2 separate regions of the Zea mays genome follow, and region 2 is linked to region 1. Evidence: chromatin contacts called from public Hi-C data. All regions are on one chromosome and are shown on one strand. The core of a region is the stretch at or near the end of the contact, and the rest is flanking DNA. Distances in the headings are between cores, read along the strand shown.

The links. Hi-C and Micro-C count contacts between places; a contact is called where the count stands out from the background.
Region 2: a Hi-C map of bundle sheath shows a contact between it and region 1, with 3 times the contacts expected there. The contact joins the promoter of LOC103635071 here to the enhancer-like site in region 1. A contact is called at or near these places in 2 of 25 Hi-C or Micro-C datasets (bundle sheath and leaf mesophyll).

What each region holds. Positions count from the first base shown.
Region 1 is chr8:36,535,260-36,540,688 of Zm-B73-REFERENCE-NAM-5.0, forward strand. No RefSeq gene overlaps it. Among protein-coding and RNA genes, the nearest start is that of LOC542184, 13 kb to the left of the region's middle. Within about 2 kb of position 3,247, at least 17 of the 20 cell types and tissues checked have an H3K27ac peak or open chromatin away from gene starts, as enhancers often do. A contact at or near this core is called in bundle sheath and leaf mesophyll, where this site is marked.
Region 2 is chr8:36,605,378-36,610,806 of Zm-B73-REFERENCE-NAM-5.0, forward strand. It overlaps LOC103635071 (E3 ubiquitin-protein ligase EL5), which reads left to right and starts at 2,850. Exons shown (of 1, transcript XM_008657626.4): 1 at 2,850-3,845. The coding sequence starts at 2,946. The coding sequence ends at 3,701.

The sequences.
Region 1 (5,429 bases), core at 1,997-4,496:
CACAGGGAACAGGGCCCCTGGACGGCGGGTTGTTTTCTATAAACTACAGGGTTTCTTATGCAAAAGGCTTCAGCCGAAGGGGTATCTTGTGATCACGGCCGTTCGATTTCCAACCGAGGGTCACGATTAGATCACTACCACCGTGAACCGGTATACAATCCCCACCCCACGATCTGGAATGGGCGACTCTGATTTTATATCGTCTGATCTCGCGCAAGCCACACGATCAAGATCCGAGGGCCATCCTACCATCTAATCTACATCGTCCAACGGAAAATCAATGGCACACAGCCATCCTCCACCCCTCGACCACCCAGAGCACGGCGCCGCCTCCCCATGACTACGGCGGATCCTCGCCGGAGTGCGGCGAACTCCATGCCCGGTCGACCAAAACCCAATCCCAATATCGCTACAAAATCTCGCTGACGCGACAATGCTGAATAGGGACTCACCGCGGGCATGGATTGCGACCAACGAGCGGTCCACGACGGGATGCGGCTCCGCGGCGGAGCACTGGCAACGGCGCGAAATCGCCGGTTCACCGGTCCCTGAACCCGTACGAGGACACCACGGACACCCTTCAAAGCTCCCGGCGAAGCCCACGGATCAAACCCGGTGGTGTGCAGAGAGCGCTTTAGCAATTTCCCCCCGACGGCGGCGGAGCTCGGTTTCCTCCGCCCCCTCGGCTATGGTGTAGGTCGGCACTGGGTATGAGTTGTGGTCAGGTCACGACGCGCACAGCAACGGTCTTATGCTCCCCCAATCGGCGGTAACAACCACCCCGAAGCCATCGGGATTTCCAGCTGGTCCGCCGCGCAAGGTTGTTGGCGCAGTCCGCCATTTCCGCGAGCACGACACTTCTGACCCGTGGGTCCCACGAGCCAGGGAAAAGGAAGGGAAGGGAAGACGAGCGCGGAGGAAGAGCCTGCACGTGGGCCCGCGAACGCAGTGGCAGAGAAGTCCGAGCGCGCGCGAGAGCCCAGCGACAGACAGCCGGGCCCCAGGTGTCGGCGCCGGTAGGTTAGTTGGGCTGCGGTGGTGAGTGTGGTAATGGGCCAGATTGGTGGCAGCCAGCCCATTCAGGTATAGTATTCCTTTTCCTTTTTCTTTTATTTTCTCCTTTCTCCATTCTTTCACAAATTCAAATTTAAATACTAATTTAAATTCAAACTTGTGACTAGTTCATTTTCAAACCATATTTGTGCAATTAAAAGTATTAGGTTTGAGAATATTTATTCAAATATAGTATTCATGTTTTCATATTCCTTCTCTTTTCTAGATTCAAGAATTTCTTTTAGGATTTAATTTTCCCTTTTTGGTCTTTAATATTTTCTTGTTACAAAATGCACACAAAAATAAAATATTCAACATGATGCATGAATTTAGTAGCACGTCTTTTTATTAATTGTTCTTGGACATGGTGTTCACATAGGATGATGCATGAAGATCAAAACTCACATAAAGAGAAAATGTTTCTCTATTGGTATTATTTCTAGTAATTTACAAAGTGGGTGTTACAAACGCGCTGTAAAGTGTTGGTCGATGCATCTTAGCCGTTCGCTCTTCGCTGTTTCGTTGGAGCTTTGTAACTGGGCTTGTCATTTTTCCTACTACCTCTATCCTAAAATAGTCTATCCTAAAATAGTATTCGATAGTAGATTCATATAATATTTGATATTACCTACTACATCCATTCTAAAATAATATTCATTTTAGAGTGTTAATAGATTTATATAATATTTAATGTTTGTGTATTACGTATGTGTTTAGATTTATTGTTATTTATTTAAATATGGATAAAAAAAGAACAAGCTCAAACGAACGATAAAATGAGACATAGTACTATATAAGCTTTTTGGAAGATTTTACCACACTGAATTGGACATTCATATCCGTGCCATTGTTCCTTGCTTTTCCTAGAACAGAAAATACATGCGTTTCCCCCATCTTCAGGAGAAGACAACCCACGGTCGCCGGGCGGTCCAAGACTCCAAGTAGAGAGACATTTCAACCACAACATGCGTCTAGACTTTTCCGGAAACGGGTCATCGTTTGGGAGTGTTTTTTGGGTTGGATCAAGTTTTGGGTTAAAAATCACGTTCTGTATCTAATCCGTAGATTATTGCGGGTCAAAACTATAATACATACACATTTGTCCGATTAATCGAGTCTGATCATATCAGGATTTTTTTGGACAGGTCATAAAAGAAAGCTCCATTTCACCTCTCAATTCACAGCTTCTATTGTATCGGTCAAAATTGGACACATGACCTTATAACTGTTTGGTTCAATGGTTTTTCTTTTTTTTCTTCTTCTAAGTTTATTTTACCTACATATTTAAAAATAATAGTAAATCATAGATAAATACAAAATAAAAATCTAACATTATTAAAATCTATACACAGAACATATGAATATATGATACAGTATGTTACAATAAAAAAATAGTTCTAGCATTAGTTCTATGTTTTCTATAATTAATTTATAGCTACAATTTCTATCCAATTGTGATACTTTTTTGATAATCTAAATTTTAAACACATTCCAACATGTATTACTGAGTTATAGATTTATCTATATTTATGCTTGTTAAATAGTTTTAAACCGTACACATGTAAACATAGAACATATATGTTCTGTATGTAATGCTACTATTGTACAAATTATGAACACTGAACATGACCATATTGTTATAGAGAACATTGCACATAGAACACATATTTTCTACCTTTACAAACTTCTAACTATTTAACAAGTATAAATATAGAAAAAAAATCTATGACTTAATAATACAAGATCCAATAAATATGATCTTTTTACTATAACTTAAGAATACAATGATTATCCTGCAAAAAATATATCATCCCAATTGGACCATGGAAACTACAGTTGTGAATTAATTATAGGAAAAAACATAGATCTAAAAATATAACAAAAACTTTGTACTGAAACATATCATATCTTATATTTACTGATTTGGCTGAAACAAACATATAAACGAAGCAGTTGGTCACATGTGTCGTTATTAAAGATAAGGGAAGGGCTATGTCCGGTTTTAAAGTTAAGAGACAAAGACTAGTTCTTATGATTGTTGAGGGAGTAATAAACTTTTCACTGTCCAGCTGTCCTACACGCGCTAGAACAGGAACACACGTTTCGCTCGCGCACTTGTTGCTTGGACAGGCCAAGCCGCCAAGGCGCGTCAGGCGTTTCCCGTGGGCCGCCGGAGATTCGTGGGTCAGCCGCTGGTTTTTGGGCTGGCGGCGCACACAGAATCACAAATGGACCGGCATCCACCCACCTACCTCCGTGTCAGCCGATAAGACCAAGAACAAGAAGGAAATGCGAACTTGGTATCTTCTGCACGCAACCCTACCCTTCCGGAAATATTTGCAGTTCACACAGGGACTTACAGATACTCCTACTGGTACGCAATTCACAGCAGCTTCACCAAAACGGTTAGGACTTTTTTGGTTAGCTCTCAATCCATCTGGATTGAATAAAATTTGATGGGTTCAAATTTCAAACAAGTCAAAATTCTTGTTAATTTTTTCTAACCTTATCTAATCCATAGGTAACAGGATTAACTGAACAAGACCTTAAAGAGCTAAAACCCGGCGCCCATCGATAACCAGTTTATCGCGACCGGACAAAATCGAAACCGCTCAGTTTTTTAATTCGAAAACCCGATAAATCCGATTAATCGGAATATCATATTCTGGTCTGATAAACCGGCGACATAGAAATATAATCCGAGCCATATATATTTTTACAAATAAAGCATATTGAGATCCCATAATTTAAACAAAAGATGACCCTGAACATTATCACAAATCCAATAACAACATTTAGCAGTTCAAATAACATTTTTTCATAGTTTTTGAATTCAAACGACTCAAAATCGATTAATCGGCCGATAAGACCGATTTATCGGTCACCAATTTGATAAATTGGTAGCAGTGCGCGAGAAATCAAACCTCTTGTTTTTTAGCAAATAAATCATATTTAGATCGGTCTAAATGTTATCACAAGTCTAATAACAACATTTAGCGGTTCAAAATACATTGTATGACACTGTTCCATGGTTCAAATATATTACATGTCACTGTTTCATAGTTCATAAATACCATCTAAGATACAGTACACCATCCGGTGAGGACCATTCCCACGGGTGTGCATTCCACTGATTATGTGATGTAATCTTTCCAAGTCTGACTGGTCAACGTAAAAGTCGTACTCCACGACTCCACCAACATTTAGTAGTACTCAGGGTCCTGCCATTCATATTTTGAAATTTGGTTTTAGCAGTTAGGTTGATGACAATGAATTTAAGAACCAATGTTTTATTAGGTCTTAGTATTACTGTTTAATATTCACAAATAAAACTATGAATATCTAGGGCACCCGAAGGGCGCCTAATATTCTAGTGATCTATTATTGTAAGTATTATTAGCCCATATTGCATGTAAAAGTGATAATTTGAAAAGATTTATGATGAAAAGGAGAAAAAAATCCCCTAAACCCTAGCTCCTACTCGGTTGCCGGCTAATCAGTCATATACATCGATTTATCAGCTTTGGTGAGCGGCTAATCGGTAATACTAGCCGATATATTGTTTTTCTTTTTTTGTATTTTTCCGAAACTTCCATGATTTTTAGTTTGAAATCCGTTGCGTATTTTGAAATTTTGTTTTAGCAAAAAGTCTTCAAATAATCCATAGTATTTATAAAAAATTGGCATCAAAAGTTTTCAAAATTTATATTTTTCAAATTCAAAATCCAAAACTGGGGTATTGGCCTTACCGACCGGCGCCGATAACCGGTTAGTCGACCGGTTAGCCGAATTAGGCGACCGGTTTGTGGACCCTTGATTCACAGACCTGGATAGTTACACAGTTACAAACTTGCCCGAAGGCTATCTTTGGTGGATCGTGTAAAATAGGACACATGACATTGTAGATGATACTTTAACACTGTTTGCATAATGAAGTTTGAAATCGAGAATAAGATAGGGATGTGATAGAGGATCTACGAGAGATGTCCTAAGGGCTAGTTTGGCACAAAATGTTCTAAAATACTTTGGACATATTCAGCTGCTTAGTTTTTGCAGTAGGTATGCTGATGACGTGGCTGATAGTGGAAGACAATAAATACGGTAGCTACAGTGATGATTATAGCTACAACGTGTCGATAACATCACCGGTATTTTGATATCATGGATAGTGGTCGTCCAATATTTATACGAGATTAATTATAATCTAGGTATGCCCGTGCGTTACGACGGGAGTAAAAAATTTGTATGAAACATAGATACAGAACGACAACATCACTATAATATGCAAAATCTGTGTGGCAAACATTATCAATATCATAAAACAACTCCATGTACTCCTAATATTGGCCTTGAGCGAGTCGTGAATGTGTCTCCCG
Region 2 (5,429 bases), core at 1,600-4,099, 70 kb after region 1:
TCCATCGGAAAAGGACAATAAACCTGCAGATACTTCTACTGACAAGACTGTCACAAGTATGTTTCTGTTTTTATAGATAAATATAAATTAATAGCTGGAAGGTCGGCATCATCCAAGCAGTCCATTATGGCATAGCAACAGAGCATATGGGCTTCAATGACAAAAAATACAAGTGCCAAGAAGTATCTCAAAATCTCGTGTGAAATTAGAGCATGGTAGCCTATGCAAACATAAGTACAAATAGAGTTCTGAACTGAAATCAATAAATGCATCATCAAATGCAAAAGAAAAATGGTTCCTAAAATATCAAGACAATTCTGAAAATCGCCCCAAGGGAGGATATGCCACTCTGTGCTATCTATGCGGTCGCTTTTGATCCATCAAAAGCATGTGACTGACGATGATCCCTGAACAAAGCCACGAAAATGATAGGAATGAGGGCAGGCATACCTCACCACTTTTTTTGGAAGGGGAGCTCGCCGGAGGGGATGGAGAAGCCTCGTCGATGGTACTACCTCGTAGACCTGCAAAGAGAGAGAAGAGGTGAGGAACTAAAGGTAGAGAGGATCCATGCGGCTAGTGGAGGGACAACTCTAGTTTCCATGTCGACGGTGATGGTGGCCATCTCCATCCCTAGCACCCACTCTCCTGCTCCCGGTGATCTGGTTCACCATTGTGCACCTCGCCGTATTCCCCCTGTGCTTCCAGGGATCGTCCAGGTGCGCGTCGACGTCCACGGGTCCGTGGAGAACCACCGCGCGTGCGGACGCACCGTCCCCAACAACAGGAGAAGGAAAGGTGAGGTGCGCGCGTGAAGAGCTCCTGCGTCGAGCGCAGTGGATCCATGGAGGAGGGCGACGCACGCGAAGAGCTCCTGCGCCGAGCGCAGTGGATCCATGGAGGAGGGCGACGACGGGCGGGCGGAGGGGACGAGAAGAGTGGATCCTGCACCGTGCACCGTGGATCCGCGGGAGGAGGATGACGGGGGGCGGACGGGCGGGCGGGTGGGGGTGCCTCCTCCACGTCGCGCGCAGTCGCTACCGCCCGCCGCAAGCAGAGCTAGGGTTTCGACTGGGAGTCCGTGGAGGGGCGGTGCAGATGAGGCGGGCGGTTGGTGCGGGGTGGGGAGGGGGAGGGGGCGGGCACGGCTGGATCTTGCGTGGACAGGGAAGGGGCGCGTGCGGTTGGATGACATAGACAATAGAAACGGACGGTCCAGATAGATGAGAGGCAGAACGACAGAACGAGGGGAGGCAGACTATTATTGCTTACTTAATAAGTAGTAGAGATATATTCAAAAACAGAACAATCTCACAATTATATTAAAAAAATCAATGCATACTTTTTTTAAAAAAGTATTATTTTAACAATTCTTTATTATTTTTGAAAATAAGGCTTTTCTCACAAATTGAATTTGCAAACCAAATCAACCGAAATATATGCCTCGACATGAATACATTAAAACACTTGATAAATTCGATTCATACAAAAAATGTGTAATTTGTTTCTATTACCATATTCATTATTTGAAAACGTAAATATTTATCCTTTCTATTGAAAATTAGTAATTCAAATAAGGTTGTTTTCATTTACTGGATTTAGGGTGTTACAGTCCATTGGTAGTTAAGTTGTTGCTTGCTCTCCACCTTTGTATAGTCCCTCAAGAAACCATTTACTTGCTACCTTCGCCTTATCTAGTCATCCTCAAGTCAATCCTTGTCTCATGTGAATATTAAGCATTTGTTTAATGTCATTTCTTCAATAACATGATTCTTCTTGAATATTTTCTTTTATTTCACGTTTGAGATCAATCAAGCTTCTACAGTGCCTTTCGCTTGAGGTACTATGACCTTGATCAACTTTAGCTTTTCTTGGTTATGAATACCATCCATATGATCATGTACTCGATCATCATTACGATTCCCTTTGATTCACGCATTTGACATATAAATAACCATGCCAAGTCATTTTCGAACCGTTTATCGTATACAAGCAAGCTGATATTGAGAACATATTACACCCATTATATCTTGTCTCTTTGCAATTTGATCTCTTCTTGTCCTTTATTCACACTTGATTCATAGTTTCATCTTGACCAATATCAATGAACTGTCAATTATAACCGGCTCTAGTGAATTCAATAACCACACAATAAACTGTATGTCTCGTTCAGCACACATGCACGTTTGGTACCAGTAGTTTTAAAATCGCTAAATAAAATTGTTTTGTTTTTAAAATGCCCTGCCCCTAAATATCTGTTCTTAGTTCAACACTCATATGCTTCTGCTTCGGTTAGAATATGAAGCCCGGAGGCCGGAGCCGACAGCCAGCCCACAGGTCACACTTAACGAACGCCGTGGCTGGCGTCGCGACAACGGGCGCCTCGCTTGAGCGAAGCTTCGCTGGTCGGGCCGACCACGCATCCACGGCCCCGCGCTGCATGTCGCCGTCTGGCCCAATTTTGCCGAGGTCCAAGTCGCGGCAAGCGACGACTTCGATGTTCCAGTGGGGGGTAGCTAAAGACAGCGACTTCCATTGTGAGGAGCAGAGGAGACGAGCGCGCAGTAACACCAGGTTGGTTGACGGCAATAGTCAACTCTACTCTTGACCATGCGCCTGGAACCGCTTGGCTGACGCATCACGGCCGTTCGTCTGTCCTCCTACGGCATACGGGCGGTCAGCCAGTCAGCCCGGGACCGGAGAACGGACATGGACTTCTGTGGTGCTGCCTCTCCGTTCTACAGCGTGCCCCAGACGTCCAGCCAGTGGTAGAACCCCAAGGCTGCCCTTCCATCTCCATCCCACTTTCCCGACGTACAGGGGTATTTCAGTCCTGGAATCACGTATAAGTAACTGCGCTCACGGAAATCGCAACGCTGCGGCTGCGGACACCCAAATCTTCCCCGAAACCACTCCTCAGCCCGGTGAGCGCTCGACCATCAGAAATGGGCGCCGGCGACGGCAATGGCACGCGCCCCAAGGCGAACGAGGTGACGATCTCGTGCGACGAGGGTCCCGGGCACGCGTTTCCGTTCCCCAAGCCGCACGCCCCCGACCCCGACCCACCGCAGGCGTCCGACCCGGCGAACTACGCCGTCGCTGGCAAGATACTCCTCGCCGCGGCGGGGGCGTTCGCGGGCGTGCTCCTGGCGCTCGTCGCGCTGCACCTCTACAGCAGCACCCGGCGCCGGCGCCTCGGCGCCGGCCAGCCGCGGCTGCTCCGGAGCTTGGCCATCGCCGGTGGCGACGAGGACCGCCGCGACGGCGACGGCGACGGCGCGGGGGCGCCTTCCCCCCGCGGCCTCGACTACGCAGTTCTCGCCGCGATACCAGTAGTGTCGATCGAAGCAGGCGCGGGGGCAGGGGACTGCGCGGTCTGCCTCGCGGAGCTCGAGTCGGGGGAGAAGGCCCGCGCGCTGCCGCGGTGCGGCCACCGCTTCCACGTCGAGTGCATCGACGCCTGGTTCCGTGGGAACGCCACATGCCCGCTCTGCCGCGCCGACGTCGTCGTGCCGCCGAGCGCTACCGCGCCAGCCGAGGGCGGGGCCCAGCCGGAGGTGCGCATAGACGTGGCAGGGGACGCCGTCGCCGCGCCGCCCAATGGCTTCAGGGTGGCGCCGGTGATGGGGAGGATGCATAGCGACCAGGATCTTGAGAAGGCGAGGCGGGTCTTTGCTTCCACCCGATTCTCTTCCTTCTGACAAGATCCATCGGCTCCCACGGTCACAGATCCTCGACCGTTTCGGAGTGCCATTCCACTGTGCATAGATTTGTTGGTGATGCCAGCTAATTTTGCAATGATTTGTAGTGTGATTTCTGCGAATGGACTCATGCACTTTTCTTTATCGGCCTTGAATCTTCGTCAGCCGTGGGAACTACTTGGTTCTTGGCACGTTTCTTATTACTAGAGAGTAGAGATACCAGCGAAAGACGTTCATCCGTAAGTATGAACAAAAACGAATCGCGTTAACTTTCGTCGGCGAGAGGCCCATACAAACCAGAGTGGCCAAAGCTAATTTTCGTCGACTACCTATTTGGCTGACGAAAATTAATTAATTTTAGCAGCCAAAACTAGATGTATTTTTATTTTCTCATATAAATCACATAAAATTCATCCATTTACAACACATAAAATGATTCATGTATTATTCTATTTACAACTCATACAATACCGACTGTTGGTGCCTATTTTGGACGCCAATCACTGCGTGACAACCGGCGGCAGTGCTCGCTGCACAGGCGCGGACGGTCCACGGCCACGGGCCGGACGGTCCGCGACCTGGAGCAGGGCTTAGGGTTTCCTGCCTACAGGCCGGACGGTCCGCGCGTGCGCAGGGGCGGCAGAAGTCGCCGGCGGCATCTGGATCTCGCTCCCGAGAGGGACCTTGTCGGGGAGGAGAGATCCTAGGTGTTGTCTAGGCTCAGCAGGCCGACCTAGACTCCTCTAATCGATGTAGAGCAATGATTTCAAGTCGCCTAGTCGCCTAGTCGAACCCTGGGACCGACTAGGCGACTAGTCACGATTAGGCGACGACTAGGGCGACTAGTCGACCCCTAGTCGGTCCTAGTCGGTCCCTGGTCGTTCTAGACTAGTAGTTATACTTATATAGGTATATATATAAATATACCTGCATACATTATATAAATTAGAACAAACAACTAGCATAAACAAAGTAACATGTTGCTTCGTTGTCTAGGGTTTAGGGGGAGAAGTGGGGGAGCAGGAGGGACCTTCAGATGACGTGCTCATCTCGTCACTAGTTTGCGGCCACCACCGGTTGGAGACTGCAGCAGGCAAGCAGGACTGCAGGAGAAGGGGCAGGGGACGCAGGGTGTTGTAGCCGCCGGTGTAGCCGCCGACAATCAGGAGTTTAGGACTGCAGGGGTTGTGCCAAGAGAGGAGAGGAGAGGAGACGTGCAGGTTGGAGACTGTTGGCGGCTAGCTTAGAGCAGGAGAGGAGAGTGTACTCTAAATTAGACTGTAGATGGGCTAAAAAAGGCCCAATAACTAAACCCTAGCCGGGACGACCAGGACACATAACTCGGATGACTAGTCGCCCTAGTCGATGATTAGTTGGACGACCAGGACGACTAGGTCTTCTAGTCGAGTCGTCCAGCAAATCGTGTCCTAATTGCCGACCAGCCCGACTAATCGCGATTAGTCGGACGACTTGAAATCATTGATGTAGAGTCGAATAGAAGCGGAGAATTTGGGGATTGGAAGACTAAACTAAAACTAGACTAGAACTACTTCTAAGATAAAACGTAAATTGTATTGTTTGTAGGTTCGATTGATGATTCCAAATCGGTCGTATTCCTCTATTTTTATAGAGGAGGGGGCTGGACCCGTTACAAACAAACTCCCCCGAGCTAATTCCGTGAATCTTGTCAACAAACACAACAAGAAACTCGGAACCCTAATCTGTTCT